Linked DNA regions of Callithrix jacchus: region 1 is linked to region 2. The links are chromatin contacts, called in public Hi-C maps. All regions are on one chromosome and are shown on one strand. Each heading gives the region's core, a stretch centred on a gene start, on an enhancer-like site or on the middle of the called end of the contact. The rest is flanking DNA. Distances are from core to core; before and after follow the strand shown.

Evidence for each region. Hi-C and Micro-C count contacts between places; a contact is called where the count stands out from the background.
Region 1: a contact with region 2 is called in a Hi-C map of induced pluripotent stem cells, with 2.1 times the contacts expected there. The contact joins the enhancer-like site here to the promoter of MTG2 in region 2. A contact is called at or near these places in 2 of 3 Hi-C or Micro-C datasets (induced pluripotent stem cells and skeletal muscle).

What each region holds. Positions count from the first base shown.
Region 1 is chr5:57,840,589-57,845,345 of calJac240_pri, forward strand. OSBPL2 (oxysterol binding protein like 2) reads left to right here. Exons shown (of 15, transcript XM_035299110.3): 11 at 971-1,094; 12 at 3,204-3,332. Among named protein-coding and RNA genes, the nearest start is that of ADRM1, 17 kb to the right of the region's middle. Within about 2 kb of position 2,318, at least 2 of the 16 cell types and tissues checked have an H3K27ac peak or open chromatin away from gene starts, as enhancers often do.
Region 2 is chr5:57,741,842-57,747,209 of calJac240_pri, forward strand. MTG2 (mitochondrial ribosome associated GTPase 2) reads left to right here and starts at 3,364. Exons shown (of 8, transcript XM_078372058.1): 1 at 3,364-3,406. SS18L1 (SS18L1 subunit of BAF chromatin remodeling complex) reads left to right here. Exons shown (of 12, transcript XM_035299101.2): 12 at 1-2,833.

The DNA of each region.
Region 1 (4,757 bases), core at 1,068-3,567, 98 kb after region 2:
CTGCTGTGTGTCAGAAATGCACCTGTTTCAACAGCCTGTAAAATAAAATGCCCAGGCTTATAACTGACCATTTCTCCCCTAAAACATGAGAGGATAAATGTGTGGACCTAGAAGGGACAGCAGTTTATGATGAGGTGGCAGTCACCTTGATCCCCCCCCGTGGAACTCAGCCCAGGGAGCAGCTGGATGTCAGTTTCCAGAAATGGGCAGGGGCGCCGAGGCCGGCACTTGCTGTCCTCAGTGAGCGCGTGTAAGGCGTGTTTTGCTTTTCTGGTTTTTCATCCTAAATTAAGGGTGTCTCATCCTTGGAGAAATAGAGTTGTCCCCAGGCCGTCTGCTAGGTGAGGCCTGGCCCAGTTCCCTGTGCCCGTGTGCTGGCTCTGTAGGGTCTTGGGCCTGTCAGAGCCACACTTCCAGGGGGTCTGTGGTTGCGGTGGACTCTTCCCAGCAAGAGGCCAAAAGAAAGAGAACGGAGCCTGGCACTATTTGGCTCCATCCCTTTTGGAATCAGGAGCTCTGGTGGCTGCTCTGCACAGGTCTCGGGGTTGCTTTTGATGAAAAAAGGCAGGTGGGGAAGCAAAGACCCAGCAGTGTTGACAGCCCTGTTGATAGAAAAGCACTGAAGGACACGTGCACATTCAGTGTGTTTCAGACCGGCAGTGGGCGCAGGCAGCTTTTCACCTTAAAAAGCTCCCTTTCTTCGCCCCCTCCCACCTCCCGCAGCCCCGTGGGCCATCTGTCCGTTGGGTTTCCGGCCCTTCATTTTCCTTTCCTTGGTGTGTTTCAGGGCTAGGAATGGTCCCAGAATGCAAATTTTCACCTTTGCGTTTATGTCCAGAGATGTCCCAAAAGGCATAAGAAGACGTGCCTGAGGGGAATTTATTCCAGGGGCAAAATTAAGGTGCTGCATGTTTAGACAAATGGTTTGTGATGACTAAAACTTGGCTTTACAAATCTCATTTAATTATAGCAAAAAGAAGCTCTTTATGATCTATGGCAAGTGGACGGAATGTTTGTGGGGCATAGATCACGCTTCGTATGAATCCTTCAAGAAGCAGGAGAGGAGAGGCGACCACCTGAGGAAGGCCAAGCCGGTAAGGGCTGGGGCGCCCCGGGAGAACTGTGCCCTGGGTGCTGAGGGCTGTCAGGTGCTGCGGCCCTTAGCTTACCTGTCGGGGGCCCAGGGAGCCTTTGGCCCCCACCAGGAGAGATGAACATGCAGAATTTGTCCAGATTAACTGCGTGTTGTTGTGGGTTCTAGTATTGGTGGGGAGTTTATCTGTATTTCTTTCTGTTTTTTTTTCCAGCCTCTAGTTACCAGGCTCAAGTGATCCTCCCTCCTTAGCCTCCTAAGTGGCGAGGACTGTAGGTGTGCACCACCACGCCTGGCTAAATTTTATTTTTATTTTTTCATAACGTTGGGGTCTTGCTATGTCTCATAGGCTAGTCTTGAACTCCTGGGCTCAAGCAGTTCTCCCGCCTCAACCTGCCAAAATACTGGGATCACAGGCATGAGCCACAACACCCAGCCGATATATCTATATTTCAGTTGCACAGAGGCTGCTGCTATAAACGGTGGGCACCGGTGCCCTGGAGTCATAGTCCCCTGCCCCCATGGCTAGAAGTACCTGAGGGAACCTCATGCAAGGCTGTTACTTTTCTGGAAGCTCCAACTTCTGGGTCCTTCTTAGTAAATCTCGCTTTCTTCAAATTAACTTAGATATGTTTAAAAAATAAAGTGAAATTCAATTTTCTGTTTTTAGTTGTGAGTACCAGATAATATATTCAACAGCCAGAAAGTATTGGCAAGGTTTTCCCCAAGAGCTTTGGTGTACTGATTACCTTAAGACTGGTTGTTCTTGAGCTTAAAAATAAGTGATAGTTCAAAAGAGGTGTCACACTTTCTACGTAGTGAATTGGAACACACCAAACCTGAATCGTTCACTATTTCACGAAAACATTCAGCCTCCTCCAGGATCCTAAGTGTTTTTACATTGTAGTATTTGATGTGTGCCGGTAGACACCTTTTCTAATCCTTTTTTATTTAAAAAGGTGAAATTCTGCTTACAGACTCCACAGGCCTGGAAGGGTAAACCCATTTAGCGATGTCTTTTGATGCTTTCCTGCTCCTGGAGGTGACCTAGAAACAGGAGTGTTTTCTGTGAATGCTTGTCCTTGAACCTCGGCTCTCCCTCACCCGGCCTCAGGCCAAGTGGCCCACAGCCAGTGTAACACAGCCCCACTGATGCAGGAAGCCCAGGGCTTGACTCCCTTGTTTTCAGTAGTCTCCCTGAACAGCAGCATCTGGTAACCATTCTCTTCCTTTTGAAAAGCAACGTGGCAGGTTTTGTCTTCTCATTAGGGTGTGCTGTACAGTGGGTTCTGTCTGAGATGCCGAGAGATCCTGAAACCCCCACACGAGTCACTTCTTGATGGAGGACAAAACTGCCCCATCTAGGAAGGCTCTCAGTCCCAGAGCCTGCCTTCTGGAGAGGCGCCATGAGCGTGAATGAACGTGTTATGTGGAAGGCATCGCCCATACAGCAATGCTCAGACTCCATAGAGCGCCCTTTCACATGCCTGCTTCTCCCCAAAGGAAACACGCCCTGTTACCGACTTGTCATCTTCTGAGTGTCAGAGTAGACAGCATGTCCCCATGAAGGGAGCGTGAGCTGCTTTAGGGACTGGGGCCCGGCTCCTCTCCGAATAGTGACAGACAGGGGATAGACTAGGGAGGAAATTCGATTTTCTCCTTAGTTTAAGAAAAAAAAGGCTGGGCGTGGTGGCTCATGCCTGTAATTGCAGCACTTTTGGAGGCCGAGGTGAGTGGATTGCCTGAGATCAGGAGTTCAAGACCAGCCTGGCCAACATAGTAAAACCCTATCTCTACGAAAAATACAAAAAATTAGCTGGGAGTGGTGGCGAGTGCTTGTAATCCCAGCTACTCAGGAGGCTGAGGCAGGAGAATCGCTTGAACTTGGGAGGTGGAGGTTGCAGTGAGCCTAGGTCTCGCCATTGCACTCCAGCCTGGGCCACAAGAGTGAAATTCTGTCTCAAAAAAAAAAAAAGGAAAAAAAAGGCCAAGGCCGCCTGGCTGTGCTCAGGCATGGTGACTGGTCTGAAAAGCACTCTGAGAATACCTGTCCTCCCAGCCAAAGGTGGCCTGGCCCCGGGTGGCCACACAGCAGGGTTCTGTGTTTCAGGAGGACAGCTCCAGGAAGGCTGAGAGTGATGTGGCTGACGACGTGCCTGTAGCCCAGGAGACCGTGCAGGTCATCCCTGGCAGCAAGCTGCTCTGGAGGATCAACACGCGGCCCCCCAACTCTGCCCAGGTCTGTGCCCCTCTGTGGCCTGACGCCTCTGCCTGCCCAGGTCAGACCTGCCTTGAGACATCCCAGGCCAGCCCCTCTGCTCTTCCCTGTCCTTGGGCCCTTGTCTGCCACCTCGCCTGAGCCTGTTGTCCCTGAGCAGATGGAGGGGCCTTCGCCAGTGGGGTGGGCCTCTGCTCTCCCTGGAGCTGCATCCCGGCCTGTGCCTACCTGCTGGTCTCGAAGCCTGCTGTTGGGATCAACACCGCTGCTCCGCAGGACGTGCAGGTCGAGGTACCGACGCACGCTCAGCTGTGTGTCAGAGCCGCCTGCGGGGCACACACGTGCTCTTCCCAGGAACATCAGACAGGCACATGGCCATTGCCTGTCAAGGCCTGCACTGAGTGTGTCTTACCACAGAGGCCTCCAGACCTGCCCTGGGAAATTGTTTTCTAACTTGTCAGTTCACGTGCTTAAATACATTGTGATATTTATTTTTGAAAATTACACTGATAATTTTATTAAATATATGGTAAATGACATGTCTTACATATATATAACAAAATAATTGATATGTGGTTTATGATAAATATAACCAAATTAATATCTTGATATCTTTTATAAATTCTTATTTATATACAAAATATATGCAACTTAAAAAGTTTTGTATGTCCCATAAACAGAGCAGAACATGTAAAATACAGAAAAGGAGCAAAATCTTCACCTCTGAGCACATTGCCTCAACAGTCACTGTCATTATTTGAGTACAGCATGAACGGGTCTAACAGTGCTGTTTTCTTTTTTAATAGAGGCAGAGTGTCACTCTGTCACCCAGGCTGCAGTGCAGTGGCGGGATCTCACTGCAGTCTCCAGCTGCTGGGCTCAAGTGATCCTCCTGCCTCAGGCTCCTGAGTAGCTAGGACCACAGGCATGTGCCACCATACCAGACTAATTTTCTATTTTTTGTAGAGAGGAGGTCTTCCTATGTTTCCCACGCTGGTCTCGAACTTCTGGCCTCAAGCAGCCTTCCTGCCTTGGCCTCCTGAGTTGCTGGGATCACAGGCATGAGACACTGTGGCCTGCCAATGATACTATTGGTATTTTGGATTTTTTTTTCCATGGAAATCTCTTTCAAGATAACTTGTGCTTCCAGCCTTTGGCTCAGCATATGTGTTGAGTCCACCTGCCTGCCAGGCACTGTGGGCCTGGGCACAAGGACCAGGCGGACGAGGCCCCAGCAGGGAGGCAGGGCAGGTGGTGGACTCATGCTTGAGAACCCAGTGGTGCCTTAGGTGCCAGTGAGGGCATCTGAGTGCTGTGGCTTTGGTCATGGAGTGGGGGTTGTCCAGTGATTGCATTTGGGCAGAGGGGGCAGCCAGGGCAGAACCCCCTGGAGTAGACTAGTGTGTGAGGGCCAGAAGGCCTAAGGGAGCCATGGGGATGAGGGTG
Region 2 (5,368 bases), core at 2,114-4,613:
CTGGCGGCAGCTCTGGTGAATTGTGACATGTTGGTTACCCTTTCACCCAGTGCCACGTCTGCATGTGAAACGTGCTCATTTCATGCTGGGTATGACGCCGAGCGCGCACCGCTGGCACGAGACCGCGCTTGGTGGTGTGATACTTTTGGTGCTGTGTATAGTATTGTATGTTGGTACATGGAGAGGTATCCTTTTTTTGTCCCCCCGCCCCCTTCTCAATGTTTCTAGCTGCTTTGGGGGTCATTTTGTCATCAGAGCATTTCTGTGCCCAGGGATGGGACGGATCTCAAAGACACCATAGTCTACCTGTTCCGATCAACAGACCTTAGGTCTCATTTCTCTCCTCATACAGTTGCTATAACGTGGGCTGTCAACTTTTCTTTAACTGGCTACACCACAGCTAGACACACATGCAGCCCCTGGAGAGCAGCCTCTTCCTGTGCCTCAGTGGGTGGTGGGAGGGCGTCTTCTGTGTGTTGGGTCAGTTTCTGTCACATAATGAAAAGAAGAAACATCTCCCTCAGGAGAGGCCACAGATGGCTACTTCCAGAGCTTGCTCGTGGCCTGGCTCTCACCAGTTGCGTTTATCCAAAAAGGTACATGTTTTTGTATTAAAAAGTAAACAGGAATCAATGACTGTATTCCAAATAAACATGAATCCCTAAGGTCCTGGGCGGATCGCCTGACACAGGATGAGTGGTGTTGCTGAAGGAAAGAGGGGCAGCTCTCTGGGAAGTGGGCCGTCAGAGATTACTCTGGCTTTGACCCTTGTTTAGCTGATGGTCATTTCTGGGATTGGAATATTTAATATGCCCAATGCTAAATTGATAGGTAATTTAAAATATTGACACCAGATTTTCCAAACAGTTGGCAAGTTGTTTATTTTACATTATTTCTTCCAGGACCTACTTGCTCAGATCTCCAAGCAAGCATTTCTTTTCTTTTAGGGATGTCTGAAAGTCATATCCAGTAACTTTACTGTGTTCTTTCTAATGAAAAATAAAGGTTTTATATAGTGAAACTTAAGTAATTTTTACATTTCTAGGATATTAAATCCTATTTCAATTCTGTGTAAACATTAAAGACAGCACACTTGGAAAAGTATGGTCAAAGGAAAAAAAATCGTATGCTGCCATTAACAACCCGCATGGACATTTGATCAGCCTTTACTTGGAATAATACTCATATTTGCTATGAATCCTTTTAAAAAAATATTTGGATAAATGCTGGTGAATTTCCAAGAACTACCAAGAAAATACAAAAGATACCCAGTGCTTGATATATGAGGTCTACTAATAATGATGTTTCTCTTTAATTGATGTTTTGTTTTAAAAGTTAAAAGTAGTTCTTCATCCAGAGTTAAGTGCTTTAGAATTTACAAGGTGCATACGTGTTTTGCTTGAATTAATCCCGACAGCCCCTGTGAGGAAATTTTTTAGAGATGAAGAACTAAGGCACAGATTAAAGGACTTGGCTGTGTTGAGTCCTGTTATAGGACGTTCTTCCCTCGTCCATGAGACAGGTGTCACACAGAATTGGGGATGGCAGTGTTTATTTTGTAGGCATAAGGGTTTTTTAAACCCTTAACACTGGTAAGGGCTTAAAAGTAAATGTGTATGTTCATATTACTGAAGAGAGTTCTTAATTGCTAATTGACAAAAGTATGTATGAGCAATTTCAGTTAGGGAGTCTTCTCCCTTGATTTTGTTCTTTTCATGTCAATTTTCATAAAACTAATTTGCAAACTCAATCAGGGACTAAAATTTCCCATTGAAAATGTTAAACATTTTAGATAACTGTGAAAATAGTTTATTTTTATTCCTTGCCAATCTGGGAATATGCCTTTTGTGTGTGTGTGTGTATGTGTGTGTGTGTGTGTGTGTTTGTGTTTTTAAGTGCTGTATTAATACTTTCTGAAAGAAAAGGACACTTATCCCAAAATTTCAATCTGAAATGTCTTACATTAAGAATATCTTGAATGTTGTGTATATATTTTAAAAAGCACTTTGCAAAATAGTTTGTACATTTATTTCCTAATTTATACATGATTTTTGGTGTTAATATATTTAATGATTAATAACAGAATGTTTATTTAATGTGTTGTCCATTTTTATGTAATATTGTGGGGGAAAGTGATGCCAGCAATTCCTTTTCATTAACTTATTATATCTTCTGTCCTATGAATGTTGAGAAAAGCTTAGGCTAACATGAATTATTCGTGAAGTGTGGTTGATGGTGCTGTTTTTTTCTGACTACTTCTATGGAAGGCCAATGAAGAAGCAAAGGACGACGTGAAAATTGATGCTCATTCTTCTTCCTGTCGTTCCCTGACTTCCAGCAAATTGTGAATTTGAAAAATAATGGCCACAATTTTCAGAAGTGCTGACAAATTTCATATTGGTATGCAAAAGCTCATCACCCATTAGGGTTTGTTGTTGAATCAACAGTATATAGCATATTAAAACAGTACATCAGAACTCAGGCCCAGAGTCTTTATGAATGGGATTAACGTGGACAAGATCTCCTAAGATCTGAAAAGAAACGTGAATATGCTCATCTGGTTGGAGTTTACCTGAAGCTCTGATTTTGTCAGGGTTTTTCTACATATAGGGGGCACCCCTTCAACACTACAGAGTGGAAGACTGTTTTCCATTTCCATTAAAAAATGTTTAGCCACTTCATTTCTATTTATTGAACAAGTCAAATTTGTCTGGTTTGTGAGTACAGTACATTTGAAAACCATCCTGGATATCGGTTAATTTTTTTTCAGTCGGAGTTTGACACATAAATTATGGTTTTGGTGTAATCTCTTAATAAACTGGTTCTTCAAAAATTATCCTATAAAGTTAGTTTTCATGAAGGTAATGGGATTTTGGTGTGACTTACTCTGCAAACATTACCAGGACCCGGCAGATTGTCAGCTCGGTTCCTGGGCAGAGTCCCCGTGGGTCCGCGCCGGATTCCCCGCAGCCGGAAGGCGGAGCCAGGGAAAGGGCGGTGAGGACGGCGCCCCGGGACTGCCCTGCGGTCCCCACTGCCTGCTCTGTGTTGCCCCATAGCTTCCTCGTGCAAAAGCGGTGTCCTCATCGGGCCCGGGAGGTTTCACGGACGACAGCAGCGCCAGACTGGTCGGAGGAGCTGGGTGGCCCTGGGTACTGGGAGGGGCGGCTGTCCCAGGGCTCCGGCAGCGAGGGCGCCGGCGAGAAGCGCGGCTACAGCTGAGCGCTCTGCTGCCCTCCCGCTATTCCTCTTGGCGCCCGCTCACGGGGACAAAGTCCTCTCCGGGGTCCGCCGGCTCCTCTTCCGCAGCTGCGCACTTGGGAAGCGCGGGGCAGCCGGGGCCTAGAGGCACCGGAAGGGGTCGGCCGCCTGCGATGCCCCGGAAGTGACGCGCTCTCCCGAGCAGGTGAGGGCGCGGTGGACGCGGGGCCCCGGGGGCGGACGTGGCTTGGGCGTGAGGAGGGGCCTCGGCTTGGACCGCGGGGCACCGGGGCGCTGGGAGCGGGAGAGGCCCGGCCTAGGAGCCGAGAGGACTGGAGCGCTGCCGGTCTGCGAACCCGGGCGGTGGGGAGCGGCGCCGTGCTCCCCGGTCCTTCTCCGCTCCGCTCTCCCGCAGAACCGCGTTTTGGGGTCGGAGGTGCTGTCGGCCACCCGGGTGCTGCTGTCACAGGGATGGGTGCCGCGTGTGAATTCCGAGGCAAGTTGTTTAGGAATTTGCCTTGATCCAGGGCTGTAAGTACTAAACATTTTCCTCTGGAATGTTAAAGTGATGATTGGTCGTGTACACTCGCACGGGACAACATAAATATGTGTGCATTTGGGTGATAAAAAGTTGTGTATTGTAAACGCGCCTCCGGGAGGCGCGTTTCCAGAGAGTTCACTGTCTGCGGGTGGCTTTTGCCCAGTGAGACGGGGTTGTCCGTTCTGTTCCCGTTTTACGTTCTCGTAGCTCTAGATACCGAGGAATGGTGTTCACACAGACCTGTGGATGGGAATCGGAGGGGCTTGTTGGGCAGTGTCGCTGGAGAATACCTTTTGTAAAGGGGAGGACCCACTGTGAAAGGGGGACGGGAAAGTAGAAGTCAGTTGTTTTAAACACAAGTTCCTCCTCAGGCAGTTCTGTTTTAGCAGAGAGAACATAGCAAAAGTTGAGGAGCAGAAAATGGATTCCTTTGAAATTATCCTGGCCTTAGTCCTCTGGGAAGTCTATGTTTATTCGAATCTCAGTGGGAAGACTCCTGCCGTAAAATTCAGGTGTCACCAACAGCTGGGGGCCAGAGGACACTGTCACTTTGGGCAAGTGATTTAGCCTCTCTGACTTTCAGCCTCCTCTGCTTTAGATGGGCATAAAAAGTGTAAAGTGAAGAGTCAGTGCCGGGCGGGTGTCTCACGCCTGTAATCTCACTGGGAGACCGAGGCAGGTGGATCATCCTGACGTCGAGAGTTCAAGACCAGCCTGGCCAACATGATGAAACCCTGTCTCTATTAAAAATACAAAATTGAGCTGGGCATGGTGGTGGGCATGTGTAATCCCAGGTACTCGGGAGGCTGAGGCGGGTGGATCAACCTCGCCTCCATGAGGCGGAGGTTGCAGTGAGCTGAGATCCTGCCAGTGCACTCCAGCCTGGGCAACTCGAGCAAAACTCCCTCCCCCCCAAAATATGTATATACACATACACACACACAAATTAGCTGAGTGTGGTGGTGGGTGCCTGTAATCCCAGCTTCTTGGGAGGCTGAGGCACGAGAATTGCTTGAACCCAGGAGGCAAAGGTTGCAGGGAGGTGAGATCCTGCCACTGCACTCCAGCCTGAGCAACAGAGTGAGACTCTTGTCTAAAAAAAGCCCTGTCTGTGCTGAGGGCAGTGTTCTCATCTGTACTGTCCCATATGGTACCCACTGTTGACATGTGGCTATGAGCACTTAGATGTGGCCTGAGGGACTGAGTTTTCACATTTTACTTAATTTTAGCCTAATGGCCCCATGTGGCCTGTGGATACTATACTGGACAGCTCAAGGACAGCCTTGTTAGAAGGAATAAAGACACGGAAGAGCAGCGTGAAACAGTGGAATTTGTTCATCTGGCAAGGGAGGGCAACATCAGGTCTCCAAAGAGAAATTGAAAGGGCAAAAAGGAGGAAGCAGATGAGGCGAGATTCCGAGTTCAGGTCTCTGGTTGGCTTTGCAGCCTTCTCTGCAGTTCATCTCCTTCAGGTTCCGTGTCACCAGCATCAGGAAGCCTGGGTTCCAGAATATCCGGGCTGGGTGGTGCAGCGTTCCAGCAGGCTGAGCGGTGACTGTGCTTGTCTTGATGAGCCCGGGTTGTGTTTTTTCCCCAACCTGCTTTCATGCTCCACCCCTGACCCTT